3 separate regions of the Zea mays genome follow, and all the other regions are linked to region 2. A link is a contact called in public Hi-C data. All regions are on one chromosome and are shown on one strand. Each heading gives the region's core, a stretch centred on a gene start, on an enhancer-like site or on the middle of the called end of the contact. The rest is flanking DNA. Distances are from core to core; before and after follow the strand shown.

Region 1 (3,935 bases), core at 279-2,778, 140 kb after region 2:
CGCGAGACTCCCATTTGGCGTCGTGGTCGGCGAATTTTTTGTCGAGTTCGGAGATGAAGGAGCGAGTCTGTGCTTCCAAGGCGAGTTTGAGTTGGGGATCCATAGCGCCTAGGGTTTTGGCGCGGCGGGTGTAGTGGATAGAATCCAGATCCGAGGAACGATGGTCTTTGATACCACTGTTAGCTTCCTAGAGGAAAGGGGAAAGCAAGACGGCGGCAGGGAAGGAGAAGACTTGGAAGAGGGGAAGAAGATAGGTAGTAGTGTTTTCTGTTCTTTTTCCATGTCCCGGTTTACAGACTGAAGTCATACATATGGCACCACGACTGGGCCACACTATTACAGTCAACGAACCCACTCTGGACCGGACACCTTGCTATTGGGCTTAAGCTTCCTTTTTAATCTTGGCTGTAGCAGCACACCCTCTTCTTCGCTTCCGGTCTCTGGCGCAGGTTCACTTGTCTTGGCATCCTTGCGTGTGCTAACATTTGGTCGACTCACAGGAGCCACAGAGGGGAACTGTGAGGCGAAAACGGGAAGCAACAGGTGGGTAATTGGGGTTAGCACCTTGGGATGAACTGATTGCTTGCTGACGCGTTGTCGCGCGTGGACGAGAGGCGGGGAGGCGGAAGGTTTTAGGCGAGGACGGCGACGAGGTTGCGCCGCTTCAATCTGTTCTGCGGGGACGAAGGGAAATGTGGCTGGCTGTGAAGCGGCCGTCGGGCTGTAAATGGGCCGAGAGTTTATTTCGGTCCTTAAACCGTTTTCGTAGCCCACTAAAGTTCTGGAGTATAATATTATTGTAGTATAATATTTCACTACAACACCCCTGATTTGATAAATCATATAAACGCTAGAGAAGTGTACCGTTCAAATATTATAGCTACTCCTGAGAATTATAACCTCAGCACTTACATCCTGTTTGACGTAGATATTGAAACACATAATTTGGAATTGGAATCAGCTTTTCTAAATTCTATTGTTTGCACATGGAATTAAAATTTAGAATCAGAGACCCAATTCTCTGAAATTGGACTATAACTACAAACTCTATCTCCCATATATAGAACATCATCTGCCTGTATTGCGTGGAATTTGACCATACAATTCGAAACTCCAATTCAACGACCTCTCATTTTAATATCATGATTGATTTAGTATTGAATCTAAATCAATTTTATACCCTTCAAAATCAATATCTAAACGGAGCATTAGGGAATTCAAGAGTTCTATTGATTCGCATGTAAACACGGCTCGACGGGAACATATTTTCTATTCAGATAGGGAGCATCGGCATTGGAATGTAAAGATGCATCAGCGGGCGGTGAATATCAGCATGGAGGAAATAGTGCAAATTGAGGAGGAGCAACGGTTCGGGAGGAGACGGATTGACAACGTTTGCTCTCGCTGTCGGTTAATTGTCGCCTTTCTCTACCAATGAAGAGTGATTGAGAATCGCTTCCTTTAGAGAAGTTTGTGAGGCTATTTCATTTTTATTTAATAGATTCCACGGCAACGTTTCTATTATGAATGATGAAGCATATTTTGCCGCCCCATAATTGCGAAAATCTCAAATCCGGCTGTTCTCCAACCCCACGGCGGCCCCGGACCGCACCCAATGTACGAACACCTCCCCGCGTTCCCGATCGCGCCGGCCGCCGTCGGCGACTGCCGCGGCATCCCCTTCGACCCTTCCTTTCTCCCGCGCCTCCTCCTCTCCGCCACCTCCTGCACCTCCCCCTTCCTCGCCGAGCGCGCAGTCTCCGCCCTCCACGCGACCGGTCTCAAGCTCGGCGCGCTCCCCTCCTCCCTCCCGGCCTCGAACGCCCTCATCTCCGCCTACTCCCAAGCGGACCTCCTCCCCTCCGCCCTCCGCGTCTTCTCCCTCCTCAGCCACCCCTCCACCGCCTCCTACACCACCGTCCTCTCCGCGCTCTCCCGCCACGGCCGTCCCCACGAGGCGATCTCCCTCTTCGCCACCTCCGCGTCCGCGGTCGCCCCCGACGCCGAGCTCCTCTCCTGCCTCGTCTCATGCTGCCGCCGCGCGTCCGCCTTACTCCCCGCGCGCGCGGCGCACGCCTACGGGATCAAGAACGTGGCGGCGCTGGCCTTCTACGCCTCGGCAGGTCCGGCGCTGGTCGCCTTGTACGCGAGCCGCGGGAAGGTCGGTGCGGCTAGGAGGGTGTTTGGCTACATGGACGGCTTGGACGTGGTGTCCTGGAACGCCATGATCGGCGGGTTCGCTAGTGCCGGGATGGACGAGGAGTCGTGGGCCTGCTTCCGGGAGATGCACTCGAGAGGTGTTCGAGGGAATGCCCGCACAGCTGTGGTGGTGCTGGGATCTTGTGACATGGAGTCCGGCAGGCAGGTCCATGGGACTATAGTGAGTAGTCATGGTGGTTCTTCAAACGCCATTTTGTGGAACGCGTTGATGAGCATGTATTCGCGTGCCGGCTGTGTCACTGATGCAGAGAGGGTGTTCCTGGAGATTGTAAAGAAGGATGTTGTGTCATGGAATGTGATGATCGGAGCGTTTGCGAAGAATGGATATGGAGAAAGGGCCCTTGAATTTGTGGACATGGTGTTGCAGTGTGGTATGAAGCCAGACTCTGTGACATTCACGGCCGTTCTCATGGCATGCTGCCATTGTGGCTTGGTTGATGAAGGGCTTGTACTATTCCAGCGCTTTGTGTCAGTTGTTGGGCTCGTTCCAACTATGGAGCAGTGTGCTTGCATTGTGGACTTGCTTGCACGTGCTGGGAGGTTTCTGGAGGCCTTGGAATTTATCGGCCAGATGTCAGTGAGACCAAATACAGTTGTCTGGGGTGCTTTGCTGTCTGCAAGTAAGATGCATCACAACGTGGAATTTGCAAAGATTGCATTTGAACAACTGGTTCAGGTGGAGCCTGAGAATGCTGGGAATTTTGTGACAATGTCAAACATATATGCAAAGGCTGGGATGGTAGAAGATGCAAAGAGAGTGAGGATGATGATTGATAGTGTAGAGTTAGCGAAACCTTCTGGAAAAAGCTGCGTGGAAATTTTGTAGTAAAGCATAAGACTCCATGGACTTGTCAGGGTTTCACATCTTCAAAGAGGGTAGGTTTCAACTACTTTATTACACATAAATCTCTTGTCACCCTAATTGTTGAACACTAACAGAATTAGTGACCTGAAAGACTACTGTTGATTATATGATTGATTGTTAATGTTGGTTTGCCAGAAAGGATTGCAACAGGGCAAACCAAATCATGCGATTAGTGATATGAAGAGACTTGAAGTGCCTGCATGTTTTGATGGTATTGTAATTTCATGTGGTTACAAAGCTGGTATTCTACATCATCGGTGCAGCAGTTTTTACTTACTATGCTTCCTGTCTTGTACAGCAACCAGGAAGCTGACTGAAGATAAATATCAGCAAATGTTACCACAAGAGATATAATAAAACTTATCCAGTAACATATACTGATCTCCTTATTATTTCACATGAAATGGTGGCAAAATAAAACGTATCCAGGATGAGGATGGAGTCAATTCAAAACTGCTGCTGTTCCCTGCATGCATAACTCATCTCCCAGCACCCATCCGGTAGAAGTACTGGCGGTATAAACACATCATGACAAAGCTTTCATGAGAAGATCTTTGACCTTCCGACTAAAGTTGTCTATTTGAATCTGCTCACATTGAGATAGTTCTATTTGCAGACAACAAAAGATTGATATGGAGAAAGGGCTCCTTGAACTTGTAGCCAATGGTTTGTGACTTATAAAGACAATTATGCATCATGGACAAAATTTTATCTAGTTCTTAGTTTTGATCATTCCTGAATGTTCTTGTTTCTAATGAGAGCTATCTCACTGAGTCACCAGGTCGTGACTTCAAAGCAATCTCTCCATATTTGCGAGGGAAGACTTTTTTGCCTCATTCTCTAGACCTCA
Region 2 (3,866 bases), core at 273-2,772:
TAGGTCACTTTCCTGGGCACTGGCCAGCGCTGGACACGGCGCCCTCACTCCCTCAGCCAGCCGCCGCTCTCCTCTCTCCTCTCCTCTCCTCAGCCACAGCCGGCCAAAGTCAAAGATCAGTCACGAAGGCCAAAGTCAAATGATTCAGGGTGATCTTTTTATGCTATTTGGTTTGTGAACTCAACTTATGTATGAACTTATTCTATATTTGAATTTCTATGTCAAGTCTGAAAAGACGTTTCAACATTCGTTTAAACGTTTAAAAGTTAAAAAGTTGGTTCATAACGTTTTACCGCTTTAATAACCATGTACAAAAGTAACAACACCAAATCAAATACCATGTAAGAACTAATTGTACAACAATAAATAGTGAAAATGTGGACGCGGATCAAGAAAGTGAACTGAACTGAAAGAATCATCAAATAAGCAATGTGCTAATGTGGAATGAGAAATTTAGCTGAACTGAAAGAACCATCAAATGAGAAAAGTGCCTGCTCTGATCAGCCTAAAATAAATTAGAATAGCCAGAAGTCTGGGACCATAAAGCATGGTAAAACTCGAGATTCCTTAGAAAAATCGCTAGGCCTTCAAATGTCCAATGAGAATGTAATAAACATTCAACTTTGACCCAATAAATCAATGTAAGTGCAAAGTAAGCAACAGTGTGACTTGAAATGGGAGCATAAGACACAGCAATGATATGAAGGCTTGAATTCAAATTACTAAACCAAATGCCGTTTCACCCATCTAAATCATATAAATTGAGATAGGAGCAATGAGAGCTCGCTGTACGAATCAAAATACTCCAAGACCATCACCCGAGATGAAGAGAACCATCATTAATCCTAGAAAGACACCTAACAGATCATTGTGCCCTAACAATACAAAATATCTCGCCGGTACCATGCTAAAATTTGATTGGCGTGAATGCAAATTACAGAACTCACTCAAACCCAGTAAAATTGCCAACAGAAGGAAAACAACTTACCAGGATATATTTTGTATTGGTAAAGAAGTATCTAAATTTGTTAGGCTAAAACTTAAGAGGAACTCATAGGGACAGACAGCTGAAAGACAAAGGGTGAAAGACAGCTCACGTTCTCCGATGAGTTGTACATGTTAGGGTTGAACTTGATGCGGGCGCCTCCACCGGCCTCCTCCGTCCGCCGTATCTCGTCGACGAGGTCGGGCGTCAGCCGTATTATAGCCGCAAAGGCAGGCAGCCCGCTGGACTCGAGGCAGAACGCCTCCTCGCGTCCCACCGGCTGTTTCAAGGCGGCGGCGGCGGCGCGACTGCGAGGAGGCCCGGCCATCCCGCCGATAGAGGAGGCAACGCCACGGCCGCGGGCGTTGGAGGGCATCGGTCGCTTTGCTACGCCGCTGCCGCCGCGCCCGCCGCCACGGCCGCGGAGCTTGTACATGGCCCGCGGCGAGCGGCGGCGCGGCGGGAGGGTTGGTCGTACAGGGGCTCGCTGGGGGGGGGGGGGTAGCGAAAACGCCGAACAGGAGCGCAGAAATCGTATAAAATTTATCGTCTTTTTCTTTCTTTTCTTTCTTTTTGGGTTGGGTTTCTCTGTATTTCCTGCCGGGGTGTTTTTTTTCCCTGTACCCTGTTTCTGATGCATACTTGACATGGTTTTAAAACCGGTCGCCGCTAAAACCGGGCCGGAAACCCCCGGTCCGAGCGGTTTTTCCATCCTGTTTTTTAAAATTTCATTCAAAATATTAAAATTTAGAAAAAAAATTGTATATATATTAACAGGAAACAAATGAGAAAAGGACTGCATGTTTTCTAAGTAATATGGTATATCTCATATTAATTATTTGAAATCAATTTGATTTTTTTGTAATAAAAATAACGAATTTCGTCGATAAAACCCCAGCTTTTTACAAGCAAAACATAATTTGTTCTTTTCATTTTAAAAATTTGTACAACAAATTTCCTCGTGAAAACTTATTTTGCTGAGAAACACAGGGATTCACGAAAATTGTTTTTTTAATTTGAATTGCAGGTCGGTCGGAAATTCGAAATCCACTGAAAACCGTTTGGTTTCCCATTTTTCGGTGATTAAATCAAAACGGTTTGGTCAACCTGGGATGTACGTAAGCCGATAAGATGTTTTATCCAATAGGATAAAGAGTCATGATAGATAGATGAAAATAAAACGCTATATGTAAATAATGATGAGATCATATCATATGCAAACAATTATATTGGTGCAGTCATGCAACCAGATGATTTGTTGCATCTAATTAAAATCCAACGTTGTCTGCTACTTTAGGTGGAAGTGCTTAAGTGTAAATAGCAACTAGGTTTCAAGTGGAAGGTTTAAATATAAATAGTTGGATACATCGCTTAATTGCACGGTTGCATCGGTATAACTAGTTGTACATCATAAGTTCTCGACAACTATGGGGACATATCTTATGTAATCAATAGTTTGGTGCAAGCGTGCGATTAAACCATCTAAAGCATCTGACATGGATCCAATGGGTGACTGCTATTTTACATTTCACCCTTTCCACATAAAATTTAGTGCCTATTTTATATTTAACCCCTTTCCATACGAAGTCGTTGATCTAAATCTGATGTTCAGATAATTTGGTTGCATACTACATTTCACCCTTTTCACATGAAATCTAGTGGTTATTTTATATTTAACCCATTTCATATGAAATTGTCGGGTCTATATTGGGTGATTTAGATGATTTGATTGCACAGTTGCACCAAATAAGTGATCGCATGAAAATGTCCCCTGATAATAATAGATAGATCAAAATCTCTGCTACAATAAGGCTGACTCTAGCAGTCCGTACAAACGTGTGTGCAAAAATTGATTTGTAATGTAGACGATACTATTTACAGAGTGGAGTTTAAAATATGGGTGAAATAGGGTGTGTGATAGGTAGTATGCTAGAGATAGTGTAATGTAGTTGTTGACTCCACATTCACACTCTTCTAACCAATAGAACATATATATTTTTGTGTTTTATATTCTATACTTAATCATATTATAGATATTCATCCACTAAGACAACAGAACACACATAGTTATTCTATACTCAATCATATTTTATATATTTTAAAAAAATGCGAAAAAATAAAATCGGTCCGTACAAAGCCTAGCCTATCATATCACGCCTACGACCTAGGCACATCACGATGACCAGGCCAGCACGGGCCTGGTGGATAATGGGCCAGACCATGCTCGGGTTGGGCTTAACAGTGTTGGGACACGAGTCGCCAACAAACTTGGTCCATTTAGACATATATGCTCGTACACCAGTGATGCGCCCGCATATGCAGGCAGCAAATGCAATCAAGACGATGGTCCGTATAGACGAGGGTTCTAGGTGTTAGCGCACCAAAGCTATCAAGCTATCAATTGAGATACATGAATTTTTGATTTAGTAAATGAAAGGGAAATGGCTTAATCATTTCCAATAATCGATTTTGGTGGTTGACGCTCATCACAAACCAGGTGGACTAATTAGTTTGCCAAGATGTCATGTATCTCAGGTACATAAGGTTCAACACAAACCAAGAAAGAAATTCAGTTGGGGACTCAAATAAATTTGGAGGAAAGCACTTGAGAGTGTGCTGCCAATGGCGCACCAGACACTGTCCGGTGCACCAGGCCGAGCTTCACTCAAACTGGCCACTCTTGGGTTTTTTGAGGGTGCGCTCTAATATAATTCACTGGACTGTCCGGTGATCCAACGGAGTAACGGTAACCTGCCGCCAATGGTCGTCTGCCAAAAGTGAACAGTTGTGAACAGTGTGCGGTAGAAGTCAGAGCAGAGTGGCACCAGACTGTCCGGTACAACAACTGGAGAAAGGAGTGAAAGGGAAATGTGCCCTTGGG
Region 3 (3,841 bases), core at 87-2,586, 160 kb after region 2:
GGACACTTTTATAGCTGGGCTGTGATGCTTAGTGAAAACAATGTTGCGGATACTAATTTAAGATGTTCAGATAACTACAGCTGAGTCTGGGCAGGCAGTTGACCAAAGCATACCAATGCAATATAAAAATGAAGTTAATCACCTCTACTTTCATGGAGAAGCTGGGGTTCTCCCTCACAAGCGTCCCGTTCCCTTCCATGAGACGCTGAGAGGCTCTTCCGGTTTGCCTCAGTGCCAGATTCAAGATCGCCCACAGAATCCCCGAGCCCATCGCCTCGCGCGTTATTACCGCCATCACTACGTGGCCTGAAATGCTGCATCCAAGGATTTGCAGGAACGCCGCAGCACTTAGCCCCCCTTCGCACAGGAGCATCGGTCTTCTCATACTCGACGTACTCCCTGCGGAGAGCCTTGAAGGCGGTGCCGTTTGCGTTGCGCGGACGGCTCCCGTGGTTGTACAGTTGATCGACGAAAGAGGCCTCCATAGAGCTTATATACAGCCTGTGTCTCTCGTCTGTCCACCCGGCGGACATCGTGTCCAGAACTTGATTGCCCTGTCAAAGAATGAGTAGAGCGTCTTGTTAATTTACTGTGTGTAGGAAATGGTTAACAAAATGAAGTAAAAAAAATCATATATTGTTAAGAGACAGAGAGAGAGAGAGGATCATGAAGCTCAACGGACGGTCAGGAAATTACACGAGATAAAGAACTGACAGGTAAGCTTAAAAAAAATCTATCGTTTACTCGTACCTTGGCAATGCCACCGGCACCTGGCTCAGCAGCCTTAATGGGTCCGTTCAAGGACACATCGCCCATTGTGTTCTTTGTATCAGGAAAGAACCACCTAGCAAAGGGACGCGAGTTCCCAGGATTTGCTTGTATTTTCACCCGACCTTTATCCGATGCAACAATTCTTGTCTTCCCTGCTTCCTCGATGAGCAGATTTTTAAAAAAAAATCCCCTTTCGATATTTTAACCAGGCTGGAGGAAGGAAGGCGAGGAGCAAATAAGAGAACTGAGCAGCAATTGGTTTCCTAGACGCCGGATTGATTACGGATTGGGGGACACGAACCAGCAGAAGATCGCAACTCAAGAACCAAGGAAACCCCAAGGATCACAAGGCAGCGACGAATTTATTTGGGCGGAATTCAGGTGAGGTGACTACCCCTAGAATTGAAACCACGCTCGGATGAAGGAAGCCCCTAGATTTGGCTCGGGCTCTGGGGAACCGTGGGGGGAGCAGAAGGGGACAGAGAGCCAGTTGCAGGCGAGGGATTGAAGAAGGATCGGCAGCCGAGCCGACCGGGCCCTGGACTGGACGGGAGCTTTACGCCTACGTGACGGCGCTTTTCCACGTGGCTGGGGCAGGAGAAAATATCGGGCCTCAGATATTTGTTGGCCTGTTCCTTGGCTCGCAGTCTCTCTCCTTTGCCGCCCGCAAGAAAAGGGAGAAAGATCTGCACCGCCGCCGCCTTGTCCTGCACTGCAACAGGAAGAGGAATGGGCGCGGGCTAGGCAGGCAATAGTTATCTGCCGTCTCCGACGGCGCCCCTGAATAATCCGCAATGCTTTTATTCTGTTATATGAACCCAAGCAGTCAACAAATGATCCTTTAGCAATACAAATCGAACAAGAAAAGGTATACCATTCCGATGCTTTCTTGGCCTATTTTTACACCACCTGGTTCAGGCAGACAGATGTAACATACGCACACATCCAGCTTGCTGGACTGGATGGCCAGATAACAAACACTCCTGTGCAGTACCAGTACAGACTAGCAACAGTATCTGGGTTCAAAAGGGTAACTATTTGAGACGGCAGGAATCTGAGGGAAAATATCTCGACGGCAACTTGGGAAATAAAATATAGTTATTATGCCCAACAAGATCAACGGCACGCACCTTCGAGATTATCGATGTCCAGTGACTGCTACAGCAGCTCTCCTGATAGAGTTCAGGGAGCACAATATACAATTCTTCTCATGTGGGAGTGGATTAATCGACTGACACGAACCACCATCTGAAAGTGCTACAGCACAATATCCATCTGCGATCTCTTTATCGCTTTTTGCTTTCCCGAAGGTCTAAGGATATCAACTGCCGTCACAATTCAACTCTAAGGATTTGCCAAAGGACCACAGCCGCACAGGCACAGCGGGTGTCTCCAACATGACCATTTGGTGGGTTGAGTTCCCATGAAATAGGCAGATAAGACCAAGTCATTCAACCTCTTGCGCAACAACCGATTTCTCTTCTTTGTATGCATCTATAAATATCAAAAATATAAATGCCAAGCTAAATAAGTACCAAGAAATAGATTTGAGCATAACCAAAGTAGTTATTTTGGACTTACAAATTCAAATGTACTCCAAATCCATTCACAACCCGATGATGAAGCACAAAGGCTAACCACACGCATCACAAATCTTTGTAGTTCAAATGCCTGTCCACCATATGCACACCACCAATCAACTAACAAATGAACACATATGCCAACAGTTAATAACGGAACACATGCTGAAATAAGTATTAGCAAGCAATCAACCAATCATATATAGTACTTACGAGGGCTTTTTGATTGAATATTTTCGAGTGCCAGCTTGTTAGAAAAGATAGGTCCTCTTTGGTCTTCATGATGCATGTCATACTCATCAATCTTGGACCTAATCTCTTCATCGGGCTCCATTCTTGCTAGTACATCATTGAAACAACTCCTTAGCTCTGCAACATATCTAGAATCCCCCTTCTTTCGGATGGAAAAAACTTTCTCGGGTTCAAATAGAGTGCAGCTCCATATAATGGATGGTCCATTTGTGTCACCCACCGGCGCTCAATGATGTCCATGATTTTTTTCAACAATGTCTGCTTGTTTTGGGTAGGAAAGCTAAGCCTTATCTTCTCTATTACAACATTCATGAGTGCAGCAACTTCTGGCATGGCTGGTTTTTCATCACCATCAACAGCCCTAAGCACAATAAGAAGTGGCGCCGAAGCTCTAAGGCAATCTTCAACTGTAGTCCAAAACGCCTTAGATAGAACAATGTTGTACACACTCTTGCCTGCCTCTGTCTTCGCTAATTTGTTGTTCTTCCATTCATCACTTGAAAAGAGAGCTCTCAAGGCATATCAATGTTTGTGTAAGCTCTTCAATGTAAGGAAGTATGTGGCAAATCGAGTTGCTGCTGGTCTTACCAGATCCATCCCACTTGTCTTCTCCCTCATTGCACTTAAAATTCTTCCATGTCTATAAATAAAAGTGGTCACCCTTTTGGCATATGCAATAGGTTTCTTGAAGTCTTTCAATTTGCCAATATCTTCCAACATGAGATCCAAACAATGTGCAGCACAAGGTGTCCAAAATAATGTTGGAATCCAGTCCATTAGAATCCTGTCCGCTGCCATATAATTAGCACCATTATCAGTGACTAGTTGAACAACCTTATCTCTTCCAATCTTATCAATTCTCTCCTGAAGCAAATCAGCTAGCATATATGCATTATGTTGTACATTTGATGCATCAACAGATTCCATGAAATAAGTACCTTCTGGGCTGCGATCAAGGAAGTTGATTAGCTGACGACCCCTTCTATCATTCCATCCATCAGACATTAGAGTGCAGCCATAGTTGTTCCATGCTATCTCATGCTCAGCTCTCATGTTGTTTGTCCTCTTCACACATGAATTAAGCAAAGGCTCCCTCAAATCATGGAAACTAGGAGGCACATAACCGGAACCATATTGTGCAGTAGCTTCACAAGCAACCTGAAATTGTCAAGAACTGATGGCATAATGCCACACTCATAGAACCACAGTGCCCATTGCTCATTCACATATTCCCTGTC

The links. A called contact is a pair of places that touch in the nucleus more often than the background predicts.
Region 1: a Hi-C map of ear shows a contact between it and region 2, with 1.7 times the contacts expected there. The contact joins the promoter of LOC103639494 here to the promoter of LOC103640420 in region 2. A contact is called at or near these places in 2 of 25 Hi-C or Micro-C datasets (ear and leaf).
Region 3: a contact with region 2 is called in a Hi-C map of ear, with 4 times the contacts expected there. The contact joins the promoter of LOC100193895 here to the promoter of LOC103640420 in region 2. A contact is called at or near these places in 5 of 25 Hi-C or Micro-C datasets (ear, endosperm, root tip and 1 more).

The regions. Positions count from the first base shown.
Region 1 is chr9:156,424,441-156,428,375 of Zm-B73-REFERENCE-NAM-5.0, forward strand. It overlaps LOC103639494 (pentatricopeptide repeat-containing protein DOT4, chloroplastic), which reads left to right and starts at 1,529. Exons shown (of 3, transcript XM_008662246.4): 1 at 1,529-3,096; 2 at 3,221-3,296; 3 at 3,384-3,935. The coding sequence starts at 1,616. The coding sequence ends at 3,046. It overlaps LOC118473415, which reads right to left and starts at 690. Exons shown (of 1, transcript XM_035962756.1): 1 at 1-690. The coding sequence starts at 103.
Region 2 is chr9:156,284,918-156,288,783 of Zm-B73-REFERENCE-NAM-5.0, forward strand. It overlaps LOC103640420, which reads right to left and starts at 1,523. Exons shown (of 33, transcript XM_020544809.3): 1 at 1,098-1,523. The coding sequence starts at 1,421.
Region 3 is chr9:156,447,205-156,451,045 of Zm-B73-REFERENCE-NAM-5.0, forward strand. It overlaps LOC100193895, which reads right to left and starts at 1,337. Exons shown (of 3, transcript NM_001138970.1): 1 at 751-1,337; 2 at 143-554. The coding sequence starts at 816. It also overlaps a transcript of LOC541659 not described here.